2 separate regions of the Gossypium hirsutum genome follow, and region 1 is linked to region 2. The links are chromatin contacts, called in public Hi-C maps. All regions are on one chromosome and are shown on one strand. The core of a region is the stretch at or near the end of the contact, and the rest is flanking DNA. Distances in the headings are between cores, read along the strand shown.

What was found. Hi-C and Micro-C count contacts between places; a contact is called where the count stands out from the background.
Region 1: a Hi-C map of leaf shows a contact between it and region 2, with 3 times the contacts expected there. The contact joins the enhancer-like site here to the promoter of LOC107942303 in region 2. A contact is called at or near these places in 22 of 34 Hi-C or Micro-C datasets (anther, callus, fibers and 5 more).

The regions. Positions count from the first base shown.
Region 1 is chrD06:24,065,206-24,068,177 of Gossypium_hirsutum_v2.1, reverse strand. No RefSeq gene overlaps it. Among protein-coding and RNA genes, the nearest start is that of LOC107962917, 19 kb to the left of the region's middle. Within about 2 kb of position 1,512, at least 4 of the 9 cell types and tissues checked have an H3K27ac peak or open chromatin away from gene starts, as enhancers often do. A contact at or near this core is called in hypocotyl and leaf, where this site is marked.
Region 2 is chrD06:23,991,864-23,994,848 of Gossypium_hirsutum_v2.1, reverse strand. LOC107942303 (homeobox protein knotted-1-like 3) reads left to right here and starts at 1,521. Exons shown (of 6, transcript XM_016875950.2): 1 at 1,521-2,581. The coding sequence starts at 1,880.

The DNA.
Region 1 (2,972 bases), core at 263-2,762, 73 kb before region 2:
GTTATTTTTAAATACATACTTATATTATAAATATGTGATTTCTCCATGCATACGTGTACAATAGGTATACTAGTTTATGTTAAGTCCATGATTGAATTGGTGCAATAAGTTAACTAAACATCAACTCAGTTAATAAATTATTAAAATACCATTTATATAAGTTATATTGTTATAAGGGTGTTTTTGTTTTTCTACTTTTTTTATACACGTAAGCAATAAAACTCAATCATAATAATAAAATTTGATCTCATGACATAATCTTGTACCTCTCATCAAAGTCTGACACTTGAAATCTATCGATATTGTATTGAAACTAGAAAAAAAAATAAAACTAATTAAAATTAATTATTAGGAAAGTTTGATAATATAAATGGACTATTTATGATATTTGCCCATTTTTAATTCTAAACAATATTATTCTACCATTTTACTAATTAATCTACAACCTCAATTGTTTTGCTAATTAATCTTTTTTATTTCATATATATATATATATATATATAGAAAAAAATCTCAGTTGTCTAGTGTATTTTTATTAAATATTATTTTTCTAATATAAGTTTTTTTCCTTTTTCAAAGTTTAAACATAATGCAAGAACACAAACAGGTTTTCTAATTATGTTGTTGTTTGTGGAGTTTAATATCTTAATTAAATTTAAATGGTATTCAATAAAAAAATATTTTTCTAATAATTTTGTTATATACAATTTTTATTGCAATCTATTTTAACATGAATTTAACTTAGTATAAAATTAAATTTAACCCAATTTAATTTTATTATAAAGAGTCAATAATTCGAAACAATTTAATCTAAATTTAAAAATTGATCAATCCCCCAAAAATAATTTGAACTCAAAATACTTAAAACTCGAAATAATTTAAACAAAAACTAACGAAATCACAATGACCTAAACAAATAATTTAAAATGACTTAATCCCAAAGCGGTCAAAACTTCGGGTGTGTTTAGTATTACTTCTAAGAAGCATTTTTGAGACAAAAGCATTCTTAAACAAGTTACTTTTTGAGAAAAAAAAAGTACTTCTCATAAATAAAAAAAAATTAGTCTAAAAGCATTTTTTTGAGAAATTGAAAATTTTTGTTTCTCTTTAAAAATATTTTTTTCCAAAAATACTTTTAAGAAACATTTTTAAACTAAGCCTTAAAAAAACTCAAATAAAAAACTCAAGCTTCAAATTCGAAGGACCCAAACTTAGAACAACTCTAAATCATTCGTTACCCAAATCCAAAATTAATCAAAAATAAATTTAAAACCTAAATTTATTAGATCCAAAACATCTCAACTTACTTAATTAGATAAAATTCTCACTATTATTTATTGATTGTTTTTATTTCTGAAATAAATTTATTGTTTTTTAAATTTGTATATTTTTAGGAAGGATTTTATTTGATTATCGAAATTACTAGAACATCATTACCATAAAGCGTGTGGGTCCATGCAAGTGATTGACAATGGATAAGCGTGACGACTTCCTATTGGTTGATGTTGACTGCCACGTCATTTCTGCGTTAAGGATGCTCCACGATACCTAGGCCGGGTTGCACCTGACTCTTTAGGTTTCGACACGTGTTCGTTAATAAACCATTCACTAACTATTCGGACAGCTTGATGTTGTCCCGAAAGTTTCACTCCTCCAAAAGTTTTTTCTTGGGTTAATATGTTTTCTGGTACCTGTTTTTGGTTATAATGTTCAATTTGATACACGAGTTTTTTCCCAATTTAGCACCCGAGTTTGGCTTAATGTTCAACTTGTTACTTGAGTTTTTCTTTGTCCCAATTAATCACCTGAGTTTCACTTCAATATTCAATTTTGATACCTGAGTTTTTTTTTGTCCTAATTAAGTACATATGATATTTTTATTGGAGCATACTATCAAATGTTAATTGGCTACATAATGATATTTGGTCTGGATATTAAATTGAGTATTGAAGCTAAACTTAGGTACCAAATAATATATTGAACCTTTTTTCTTTTGTCTTATACTTTTTCGTAATTATATTGGATCTCAATTAAATTTGTAAGTCAAATGCTAAAAGTGAGGCAAACCCTTTAAATTTTAAAATCCACAAGTTTCAAACTTGATATTTTACTTAAGAGGCATCAAACCCTTATCACTTGGTCATTGTTCAATGTCTTGTATAAACCATGTGCAATGCTTTCTTTTCAATGATAAAATAAGAAATAAAAAAATGTCAATGAGATCTTGACGATGTTAACAAAAGTTGAGATTTTAAGTGATTAGGTTTGAGTTTCACACTGCGTAAATTATGTATGGACTTTTTATATGTTGTCCAAAGTTATTTTGATCCAATGTAAGTTATAGTTATGTTTGTGTTATACTTTGTAATATTTAATTCTACCTATAGGTTATTTAGATGTATAAACTTTGTAGTTCATACCCTTATACAATTTGATGTAATCACCCTAGGAATTATAATTAACTACACTTGATGTTATAAATTTTAAAACTATACATTAACTTTAATTAAACGGATAATGATACACAAGTTTAGATTTTTGTGCGAATATAAAAATACATTTTTGTTTAGTTTTTTGAAGTCACTGACAACCAATGTGCAATGTTTTAAATATAAATTTAAAAAAAATAGATTTATATATATTATAAATGTGTATAATTAAATCACAATAAAACTTTCATACGTATAATTGAATAAAAAAGAAGAGGTTTATGCGTATAATTGACCTAAATTAATGTTCATATATGAACATTGCACGTTAAGTTAAAGTTCATATATAATTTTAATATTTATTTCTATAATATATAAAAAGTTGAAGTATAAGGAAGAAGGGTTCTCAGGATGAGTTAAAATTATTAATAATTCCCATAGTACCATCACAAATAATACATGTCCAAATAAATATAATTAGAATCAATTTAATATAAAACACAATCAAACTAAAAATTAGAATAAACCTAGATAGAGACCATA
Region 2 (2,985 bases), core at 272-2,771:
TTTAATTTTTGGTTCCTCTACAATGCTAAAATTTAGGATTTTTGTATTTGTACTTTTATTCAGTATAATTTTATTTAATTATATTTATAATATTTAGGTAGTTCATATTGTTAACATTATCAATATTTTGTTGTACTGCCTGTGTATCAAAATTTGTGATCTTTCCCCTGTACTTTTATAGTTAAAATTCAATCCTCCTACTTGTACTATTTGAGAATCCTAGTTCAATCATTATTATTGTTGATAGTTTTTGTCAAAGTTTGTTAACATGTTTATTTTTCGTCAATGATATATCACATCTTATGAAGGCAACGTAACTACTATGTCAAATTGACAAATTTTAACAAAGAATAGTAACAAAGTTAATGTTGGACTAAGATGTTTAAATTAGAAGAGTCAGACTTAATAACTTTTTAAATATAGGAACTAAATTTCAAATTTTATCAAAATATAGGGACTAATAACATATCTAAACATATTTAAAAAAAATCAAAGTCAATTAACATAATCCAATAAAATTTACATTATAACAAGATGATTATAACATTTTAAAAGTAGAAGTATCAAAACATGTCAATTTGAATTACATTTTAAAAGTAGAAGGACCAAAACATCTAATTTAAATTATAGAAATTAAATTTTAAATTTAAAACTTAATAAAAATATCAAAATCATGGTTTAATCTACCAGTTGAGCCTATGCTATAGTGACAAATGATTTAAAAATATATATTCAAAGTTACCTAAATGCTATAACTACTATGACATTTTTGAATGTGTTGGAGATTATAAAACATTTCCTAATAAAACAAGAAATACTGGCTTTCAATTATTGATCTCCAACCAATCTTTTATAAAAGGATAAAGTAACAAAAAAATTTGGATTTTGTAAAGATATGTTTGTATAATACTACAAAATTTATATCCTTTTAATAGCACATCGTCATACTTTTAACTAAATTCAAGTTCGTGGAATAAATTGAGAAAAATTGTCAAGTTTGAGACTAATGTAGAGCAAAAGAAATTTTAAAACCAAGGTGAAAAAGATTACAAAATTTACTTTATCCATTTTATATAGTTATTTTGAATAATCAGTACATATATCTACTTACTTTAGAGACTAATTGTTGAACTTTTGGTTCAAAGTATTGCATATTGTGAATTTAATTTGATCAATTTTAGTCTTCATGTTTTTCGAAATTCAAAATTTTAATCGTAATCCAAAAGGTAATAGTTAAATTCCGCGTTTAGTCTTGTGCAATGCGTAAAGTCGTAGATCGTTCTTAGTCATTATATTTTTCAAACTTTGAAATTTTTCGTTTTGACACAAATGTGGCCGTTAAATCTATTGACTCATATTTCTATAAGTAATATATGGAAATAAAATAGAAAATTTTAATAAATTTAATTTGAAAATTACAAAGGTATGAAATCAACGTAGAACCTAGGCATATAACAAAATCTAACCTCAATATTACAACAGCAAAGAGTTTAATATTTAAATTAATAGGAACCCAACCTTAAAATTGTCACAAATCAACACAGGGACACTTTAGTTTTGGCCTCTAATGCATAAAAAAGGTCTCGGTCCCCCTCACCTCCTTCCACCATTTTTCATAATAGAGATTAAAATAAGGAAAAAATGAAAAGAGTGGCCTCTCATTACATAAGCAAGATTTCTTGACCTGAAAATAGCTTCTCCTTCAAAACCATACTTTTCCAATTCTCTCAAAACTCTCCCATCAAACACGTTTCTTACAGTAACTCAGTACTCGTAATAATTTCTTACCTTTTTCACTTATGCTTCAATAATACAAATTTCTCTATAAAAACAACCATGAATCCATAATCATCCAGGCGCAGTCGATTTGGCTACATTCATGTCGTTTCACCACAACCACCTTTCCTCCCAAGACCTTCCTCTCCATCCTCACTTCGCCGACCACCACCACCACCAACGACAACCGGCGCAATTTCCGGAAACCGGCGGTCCCAATTGGTTAAACGCCGCCCTCCTCCGTTCGGAGCAGACTCAGCCACCACCGCAGCCCCACGGTGATCATTTTTCTGATCACCCGAGCTTCCTCAACCTTCATATTGCGGAAACTGTTTCAGACTCCACCGCCGCGGGTCACCAAGCCCCGAACCGGTGGCTATCGCGCTCGTCGTCTTCGCTTCTTCAACGCAACCACAGCGATGTCATCGAAGACGTGGCGGCCACCGCAGCAGCAGCAGCAGGAGGTGGTGGTGGGGACTCCATGGTCGCCGTGGAATCTGGGGAATTGAAGAACAGCAACAGCGAGACCATGAACAAGAGCGAAGGCGTCGTGGTGCAAAGCGGAGGAGATGCGGCGGTGAATTGGCAAAATACGAGGTGCAAGGCAGAGATATTAGCCCACCCTTTGTACGAGCAGCTACTGTCGGCGCACGTGTCGTGTCTTAGGATCGCCACGCCGGTGGACCAGCTCCCGAGGATTGACGCTCAGCTGGATCAGTCGCAGCACGTGGTGGCCAAGTACTCCGCTCTCGGCGGCGCAGCCCAGGGCTTGGTTGCGGACGACAAAGAACTCGATCAGTTCATGGTAAGCTACTACTACACAAATTGCTAATTTATTCCCAGTGGCAAATGAAAAAGAATTTAATTGCCTTTCTCGGTTTTAAAAGTTATGAACTTTTTATTGCTCTTTTGGAAAACATTTGTGATTAATCACCCACTAGAATCAGGTTTATTTTATTTTTTAAAATTACCAACAAAAGATTGATGAGAATTTTTAAGAGAAGATTTATTTCATCGTCCAATTTTATAAAATAAATTATTTTAGTTTTTTTTCTCAATTCTAATTCTGGTGATTCACATGTATATCTTAGACTTTTAATTTTTTTCATTCGTTCATTTTTAGAATGATTTATAAAATTAAAATTTAAAAGAGACAAAAAATGGACTAAAATAATTTCTTATAAAATTAGAAGACCAAATAAATAAGTA